3 separate regions of the Zea mays genome follow, and regions 2 and 3 are each linked to region 1. Evidence: chromatin contacts called from public Hi-C data. All regions are on one chromosome and are shown on one strand. The core of a region is the stretch at or near the end of the contact, and the rest is flanking DNA. Distances in the headings are between cores, read along the strand shown.

Region 1 (2,959 bases), core at 301-2,800:
TCGTTTGAGTGAACACGACAAACTAGCCCCATTTTAGCTTGTTTTTCAGTTATATCCACAGAATAGAAATGGGCCGATTGCTTTTCCACCTGGCCACATGTGACAATCAATTATTTAATTATTAAAAAGGAAAAAAGGAACATTGCAAACGACTGGCTGCCAACCTTTCTCTGCACTGAGTTTCCTAGCTGGAGTTGAGAAACCATAACCGAACCATTCAATGCCTCCTCTAAAACTGTAGCTGAAACAGTTGTTTTAATTGGCACACCAAGCTTACTGCATGTATCGTGCACGCACACAAAGTGTCACACAACAGCACTGCAAACTAGCAAAGATTTGAAAAAATATTGCATCATTTACAAGCTTTACCTAAAAAGAGCTGCAAACACCGTGTTTACAGTGTTGAGACTCGACAAGTCCAGCTCCAGTTCCTGACTATCAGATTCGATTGCCTGAAGAAAATGCAAATGTTATAAAATAATAAAGTAAGGGGACATAATACACCAATTATCTGTGTGAATTACATCAAATCCTGATGTATCGTACTGCCGCCTCTTATCGGGATCTGACAGGATGTTATAGGAGAATGTGACTTCCTGGAACCTGTCTGATGCAACAGGGTCATCGCCATTCTTGTCCGGATGGTACCTGCCGCAATTCACCAGAAGGAAACACCATAATGAGTGCTATCCTAAACCAGGCTACCGTTAGGCAGCCCAATGTTCAGACAAAAAATGGCTCGCAAGTCACAAAGAGGAAGGGGAAACCAAGGGTGCTCAAACATAATTGGAAACCTCACCAAAAAAGTGCACACGCAACATATGTGACAGAATTCGCCAAAACTGAGCCTGTTTTGGCACAAAATTTCACCAAACGAGGGAGAGGGGCGGGGGCGGGGGGGGATGGGAGAGAGAGACAAGAAAAGCAGCACAAGTATAGGTGCGAAGGTCGGGAGGCGATTGAATCTGAGCGGAGAGGTGGCGGCCTTACTTGAGCGCCATGCGTCGGAACGCACTCTTGATCTCCTGGTCGGTGGCGGTGCGGCCCACCCCGAGCACCTCGTACGGGTCCCTCCTCTGCGCCGCTCCACCCGCTGCCGCCGCTGCGGAGGCGGAGTCGCCCTTCTCCGACTTGAACGACCCGAACCTCGACCCCGCCATGGCCGCCCCTCCTACTTCTCAGCAGGCTGAAGCAATCGACCACCGAAACTGAAACTCACGGCACAACAGCCAACGCGCTTCCGGATCTTGCCGCGGTGGGGCGTCCAAAATCACGGACTCCCGCCCGCGGCGGCTGCAACGGAGCCTACAGCAGCCTCATGAACCTCCTCCCCTCGCCCGAACGGAGCCGCGAGCTCTCAACTAGTCGTTGAGACCGAGGGACTCCGAAGTCAGAACGGGAGGCCACGCGAGGTGAGGACGTGAGGTGGCCGGCGAGATTGAAGAGGCTACGGAGGTGCGGTGGGGGAGGTGACAGATTAGGTGTACCTCGTGGCGGGGCCCGGGCGCAGTGGGCGTTGGTGGCAGGCACCGGCGTGCTGGGCGGCCCGGGCCTCTCGAGCAGTGCGGGGCTGCGGGCTCGGAGCCGGAGGTTGTGTTGTGTGGCATTGTGGCGTTAGCCGGTAGACCCCTTGCTGCCATGCACGTGAATGGCAGTTGGGCCACTGTTTTGTGGGGCTCGTATGTCAGTATCTAGAACTAGCGGACAACTTTGTAGCAGCTGCTGTTGTCTTCTCTAGTCTGCGGCCTGCGGGCGGGGCCAAGATGGCTGATGGATGGTGACAGGTGGGCCCGAAGTACTTGGATTTAGCGAGTGGGCCCCCACAGGCAGCGACAACACCCACCAAATTTGCGATCGTATGATATGATGTTTTTGTTTACGTGGAGTGTAATTCAGTATAAGCAATCAGGAGATTGCCATTGGCCATTGCAGCTCTTTGTTTATCTTTGCCGTTGTCTGCACCTGCCCGGTTGCATCGTACCTGACCTGAATTTCACGACGAACAGTCGAACAGAGAGGAGGGAGCAACACAAAAAGGAAAGAATCCTTCATAAGAACATGAAAATAAAATAGAGTAAAGCACAAGCACCCTGTGTAGTTTCATTTACTTATATTTTCGAAATATTTTTAAAGAATTCGAAATGATAGAGCTGCTGTAAAATATGCGTTAGCTATGAAAAGGCTATAACATATTTAGTTGAAACTAGAATAGAATTTCTATTTTTATCTCTCTTCAGAAGACTATAAAAATAGTTCTTTATTTTGTTTATTTTAAAAAGGAAAAGGCCAAAAAGAGGGTCTGAGATGCTTTTAAAAATATACTACGAAAAAGCAGTTGCTTCTAAAAAAGCAAGCTCCAAAAACAGCCGCTTTGCTTGGGCATAAACAACCCTGCAAACTCAACCAATCAGGGCCTAACAGCACTTTCTTCTGTCCTTTTCTCTTTTTGTTCTGTTGATGCTAATGTTCAACACTCGAAGCAAAGATGGTAGCACTTGATCATGATTCATGAGTGTCTGAAGATGCACCCTAAAATCGGTTACTACTACCCAGAGAAAGGTCAAAATGGTAGAGTTTCACGCTAGTATTCATCTCATTCCACATGTATTGAGTTGGACTATGATGTAAATTAGTTTAATTTACACCTCAATCAACTTTAATAAACGTGGATTGAGGTGAATACTAGAGTACTCAAACAAGGCTTAACAGAAGGCTCTCAGGTTTAACATATGAGAATCCGTTTCATTACAACCGAACCAAACTTGAAGCTGCAACCGATGGTGATGGTAGTTAAACTTCATGTGAGCATGAAGCAAGCCGCCGGCCACTTAGATCGCATGCCAGCATGGTATGGTACATTGCTCTGCTTCAATCCAAAGCATTTGCAACAAATGCGCATCAAGGATCCACAAGTCCTCCATCCAAAGCTCCCAGGTTTACACAGTTGAACTCAAGTGCA
Region 2 (2,959 bases), core at 177-2,676, 350 kb after region 1:
GGGGATTTTGGTCCCTCCAATTTTCTTCGGTTCTGTGGCTTCCAAATTAATCCTAAAGGTTTGTTTGAGAGAAATGGGATGAGAGGGGATTGAAGGGGCTATAATTTCTTACTATTCAAAATTAAATAGTAAGAAATTCTAACCCCTCAATTCTCTTGTTACTAAATAAACCCTAAAAGATAGTATAGGAGATTACGAAAACGCAATAACTCCACTAGATGCTTTTTCTCTTAAAAAGATAGTATAGAAGGTTGACGAAACTCAAATTTTTATATTAGGGAAGAGTTTCTGCACCAAATTAAAAAAAAACTTTCATGTGGAACCATATGTCGGTTACATGATTACATCTCTCCTCTCTTCTCTTTCCTTCTATCGTGTGCTCACGTGTTAGTGACGGAAGGGGATTGAGAACAGCATTTGACACTTCCTTTTTCTTCGAGGGGTTGAATAGAGTTTGATGAATTAAGAAAAAAAATATGGTTAAGAGAGTCTCTTGGAGTAATTGATTTCCATCTCATTATAAACAACTCTTAAAGCAAAAGGATTATTTTTTTCAATCTGATGAAGTTGCTTTAGAGCCTCTTTAGATCTATTAGCACTAAAAATTAGCATATAAAATTAATGCCAGTAGATTTACTAATTGTTAGCTGGCGGGCCAGTTCCATTAACTGGTTTAGAATGGTTAATAGATATAAATATATAATTTACTATCCAACCACTTATTAGTAGGTGAAATCAAACAACCTTTTACTAGCTATTAACAGCATGTTTACTTGATTTTAATTCGTACCGACTTATACTATTTTTATAGTGTTTTTATCTCTATAAATTGCAGCTGGAGCAATCCAAACAGCCGGCTTTAATCCGAAACGAACAATCTAAACTTACTAATTTTTAATACTAACAAAAACAAACATACCTTTAGTATGTAACATGAGAATTGGTGAACGCTAGCAAGCATCGAGTCTAGGATCCCAATCCTGATGGGCTACATCTGCCGACATCCAGTTTTCAACACATGCGAATTGAATGGTTAGCTCGATGTCAACCAGAAATACATTAAGAACCTAATATCTTTCAAAACATTTTTTCTGAATATTTACCTTTCAAAACATTAATAATAACATAAAATAGGTATGCCTGCACCTGCAGTGGCACAGATACAAACACGCTGCCCTCCACGTCACTCCTTATTAGGAATGACAATCGGGTGGGTAGTACGCGGATATATAGTTCGCGAATCCATACCCGCGAGACAAAACTCAACTCATACATGTATCCATAATCGTACTCGCGGATACCAAATTCTACCGTACCCATATTCAATGAATAATTATCCACGGTTATTTATTGCCATGTTGCTGCCGTCGTGTCCGGTGTCCCTCGAGCGAGCTACAAAAGCACCCACACGCCCCCGGCCATTCTCAATCGGGAAAGCGTCGAAAACCCAAATCCAAACGTCGCCGCAAACCGCGCGATCCCCAGGCCCAAAGCGCCGCCGTTCATGAGCTTCCTCGCCGGCCGCCTCGCCGCCAAGGAGGGCGCGTACTTCCTCCAGGAGTCAAAGACTGCCGTCGGCCGCCTCGCGGAGAAGCTCCCGCCCTCCGCTTCGGCGCCCGGGGGTGCGTCGGCGCAGCCCTCCCCCGACGTGCTACCGGAGATCCTCCGCCACTCCGTGCCCATCAAGGGGACGCCGCCCCCGGCCGAAGCCTCCCTCTCCGCGTCCTCCCGCTGGGCCCTCCCGCCGGGCGGCGGCGAGGCTGCGGGCTTGCACCCCGACGCGCTCAACCCGCTCCGCTCCTACGTCTCGCTGCCGCAGGCCACCTTCGGCCCCAAAAGGTAAGCCGTACGCCCTTCCCGCTCATGCTTTTTCCGGATTTTGAAATTCGTCGTTCGGAGTAGTTTCTAGTTTGTATCCGATTGTCCATGCTTCATGCTTGGAGCTGGATACATGCGTAAACAGTTCGTTATCTGAGGTGTTGTGAAGACTGAAGAGGCTAGATACGGATTCAAGTAATTAGGAGTAAAAAAATGACTTCTGGAGTAAAAGTATGCACAATGTAGTGTAAACAGGCTTGCAATAGGTGATGGATTTGCTTTCGTGTGGAAATTATTTTCAAATTGATTTGTACTACCCGACGCACCTATTTATATGCTATCTATGGACCAGTAGATTATATAATTCGATATATTGGTTATATGTCTAACATGTGTTTTAACAGCGGAAAACTACAGTTGCGTGAATTTGCAATATTCGAAGGAAGTTAGCTAGTACTCCCTCAGTCCCAAAATATAAGTCATTCCAAGATTTTTGGAGAGTTAAAGTTTTTAAAGTTTGACTAAAAGTATAGCGAGACTCATAAAGATTTATGACACATAATAGATAATAGATATACTATGAAAATATATTTAATGGAGAATCTAATGATATACATTTGATATCATAAATGTTAATACTTCATTGTATAAATTTGGTCAAACTTGAAAAAACTTTGACTCTCCAAGAATTTTGGAATGACTTATATTTTAGGACGGAGGGAGTATTAAGTATTAACGTTGATTAAAACAGCTATTATTCATTAAGGGCACATGTCTCTGTTAGAAAAAGCATTTGCATTTGTTAGTTTGGTACAGCTATATGGATTTAAAGTACTTCAAATTGTATCTGAATTTAAAACTTGAAACTTTTTTTTAGAAATAAAATCTCGACCATGGAAAGAAGACATCTTGGTTGCTTGTGTCTTGAATCTTGAGGGAGGGAATACTGAACCCTGGCTAGCTGGAAAACTTGCTGGAACCTGTCCTCAGAAGTCAGAACCGTTTTTTGGCCCTTTTTTCTAAAGTTTTTTTTTACAAATACACCATTTCGGTTTCATTTTAGAAAATGGATCCTCAACTCAGCGTTGTCATCATTGACGCCGAGGTTACACGTTTCGGCGTCAATTTAATTAGCGCCGAG
Region 3 (2,959 bases), core at 201-2,700, 340 kb before region 1:
TTTAGTGCATTAACACAAGTTTTTTACAGAATTTATTCAGTGGAAGCAACACATATGATATTCTAGTTTTTTCAGTGGAAGCAACACATATAGTTTTTTTCTATGTTATTAGCATTGAACTATATAATTGTGTAACCATATAAATTAAAATGTGTATCAATTGATGTTACTTGCAGTGTGTTAAGTGGAAGCAACACATGAAGCGGATATGGAGAAGGAAGCTGGCATGAAACTAAAACGCATTAAGTTGACATGTGGCGTGCATGTTTTAGATGTCTTATTCTACTGCCAAACTTCCTAATACTCCATTTTTATATTATAATGTCTATCTGTACGTGTGAATGGAGATAATGATATTATGTGATGTGATGATGGATGGATTAGCTTCGTTGAATATTACATGATATTATGTGATGGTGATATTAAGTGGACATTGCAGTGTTGATACATGCTTCATATTTCTGGATTTTTAGTGATGTTTTATTGTTTATGGGTTTTCTAAATATTCCTTATTTTTGTTTGATTTTTTTTCTGAATTTTTGATGTATTTTTGCTAAGAGGGGTATTTAGCCCCTTGCTTCCCAAACAACGCCAGAAAAGTACACCCGAGAGGGGAGATTCTCTCTGGGAAATAAGGTGTCATCTAAAATTCCCTCGTGTGTTGGTTTCCAAGGGAATTTTTTCTCTTCGCTGCCAAACTAGTCCCCAGTGTATATGGGTGACCCGGTGAGATTATTTTTGTGTTGTGGATATGGGTATGGGATAGTAATACCCGGTGGATATTTACCTATTGCCATCTCTGCTCATGTTCTCCGGCAGGCTGTGTTGTTGAGCGCCTAGCTTGCCATCGTGGCCTTGGCGATGAACGGTGCCCAGAAGAATGACACCGTCACGTCGTACGAGTACGACGTCGGGAACGCCCAGACTCACACACACTAGCGCAGCCAATTGGGCCCAAACACTCTGCTTCGTGGGCCTCTTGCTGTCTTGGCGCAGCCCGCCTTGGACTGTGCCGCGTCCGACGTCAAGCGTATGTCACGCTGGCACGGCCAACACACAAATCCACCCACAGCCACGGCAAAACCGATGCTTTGACGCCGAGCGTCCAAAGAGGCGCAGATTTCAATGCACGACCTCAGCGCTGGATCCCTCCGATCCGATCGGTGAGCTGCCATTTCAGGGACGTACGGAGCACTCGAGCTCAGCTTGTAGCCCCAGCCATAGATGCACCACCGCTCGTGCACGCTACCCGCCACGCTCCATGGTTTTAGGGCAGAGGGAACGGTGAGCCAAAAAAAAAACTGATGCGCGCAAGGGCTCGGTCGGGCCAATCGACACCGCTGGACCTCGCGATCCATCCGTGCAGCGCCGTCTCGGTCAGTGGCTAGTGCCGCACCCCACCCACGCCCACCGCCGCTTCATAAATCATAACCCGCTCGCGGCCGCCGCCACCTGCCTCCTTCTCCTCCCTGGGCTGGGCTGGACTGCACACCCACAGGCGGCAGAGGACCAAAGGAGGGCCGCCGGTCGATCGAGGATGGGCAACTGCCAGGCGGCGGAGGCGGCGACGGTGGTGATGGTGCAGCACCCGGGCGGCCGCGTCGAGCGCCTCTACTGGGCCACCAGCGCCGCCGAGGTCATGCGCGCCAACCCGGGCCACTACGTAGCGCTCGTCACGCACCGCGCGGATGCCGACGACGAGAAGCGGTCCCAGCAGCAGCAGCACAGGCGCGCCACGCGGGTGAAGCTGCTCAAGCCCCGGGACACGCTGGTGCTCGGCCAGGCGTACCGCCTCATCACCGTCGCCGAGGTCACCAAGGCGCTGCAGGCCAAGAAGGAGGAAAAGACGCGGAGGGCGCAGCAGCAGCTGCAGCACGTGGTGGTAGTTCAGCGGAAGCACGCCGGCGGGAGGACGGGCTCCGGAGACGACGACGACGACTGCCTTGACCAGGTACTGCTTTGTGACCACCGTCCAGTGCCAATGGTTACTGCGCAATCTCTCGTTCGCTCCTCTGCTTTCCCTGTCTCTGTTCTAGAACATTGTTCGACTAATTTTAGATGTCCTTAGTGCATCCGTTCCATTCAATTACGTCCTTCGATCAGCACAGTAGTTTGCACTACATGCGCAAAACATTGTCCAACAACAAAAGGACTCACAGTATCATTACCCGCTTGACGTTCTGCTCTGAATATCCATGACTATGACTACACGAGTGCACTATGAATTTTCCTTCATGCCACAAATTATGTTTTGTTCGGCTGATGAATAAGAAGAGCAGGTGGTGATAGCAGTCTAGGTAACTGTATTTAGCCGCCCACTAGTACCTACCTAACCAACCAACTCGATTGTAAAGGATATCACCATAAAGTAACCCATGATCAAGATACCAGGAATAATTCGAATAGTTTACTCCGAACATGATGTAATGGCCGGTTATATATATAAAAAAAAGAGCAGGCAAAATATTCTGGAGCAGAACTAGGCAATATCATAATAGTAGCTTTGCCACATCTTGCTTCCCTCACATCACATGGAAGTCGTAGGGATGGGATGCACCGAAATCTTCGAGCTGCCTCCTCCTGAGGCTGATATCATTCATTATGTTTAACTGTTTAGAAAACTATGGTGTTTGACATTCTGCGATCCAACCAACAAGACAGTCAGGTAGGCGAAGAATATGCATGGAACATGGATGCATGCAGGAAGGCGAGAAGCCACTAATTCATTCGCTAATGGGCACTAACAGACAGACAGACAGAGAGGAAAAAAGTGGATAATTAAACTGATGTTTAAACTAGCTTAGCTCCAACAGGATAACTAAACTATCATCTTCTGGTTACTCTACTGCCGCCATCTAACTTCGATCGTCCCGGCCCGCGACAGGAGAAGGACGGCGCCGGCCAACCACGGAGCGGCAGCGGCAGCGGCTCGAGCTCGGCAGCGGCGCACTCTGGCGCG

Evidence for each region. A called contact is a pair of places that touch in the nucleus more often than the background predicts.
Region 2: a Hi-C map of endosperm shows a contact between it and region 1, with 2.2 times the contacts expected there. The contact joins the promoter of LOC100276401 here to the promoter of LOC100283349 in region 1. A contact is called at or near these places in 4 of 25 Hi-C or Micro-C datasets (ear, endosperm, leaf and 1 more).
Region 3: a Hi-C map of ear shows a contact between it and region 1, with 2.8 times the contacts expected there. The contact joins the promoter of LOC100278655 here to the promoter of LOC100283349 in region 1. A contact is called at or near these places in 2 of 25 Hi-C or Micro-C datasets (bundle sheath and ear).

Annotation. Positions count from the first base shown.
Region 1 is chr6:125,269,991-125,272,949 of Zm-B73-REFERENCE-NAM-5.0, forward strand. LOC100283349 (chaperone protein dnaJ 16) reads right to left here and starts at 1,551. Exons shown (of 11, transcript NM_001156250.2): 1 at 991-1,551; 2 at 525-648; 3 at 370-452; 4 at 165-276; 5 at 1-89. The coding sequence starts at 1,160. LOC107275233 reads right to left here. Exons shown (of 5, transcript NM_001320505.1): 5 at 2,703-2,959.
Region 2 is chr6:125,615,293-125,618,251 of Zm-B73-REFERENCE-NAM-5.0, forward strand. LOC100276401 reads left to right here and starts at 1,427. Exons shown (of 5, transcript NM_001150206.1): 1 at 1,427-1,839. The coding sequence starts at 1,505.
Region 3 is chr6:124,930,732-124,933,690 of Zm-B73-REFERENCE-NAM-5.0, forward strand. It overlaps LOC100278655, which reads left to right and starts at 1,451. Exons shown (of 2, transcript NM_001372467.1): 1 at 1,451-1,951; 2 at 2,885-2,959. The coding sequence starts at 1,538. It also overlaps the pseudogene LOC115772137.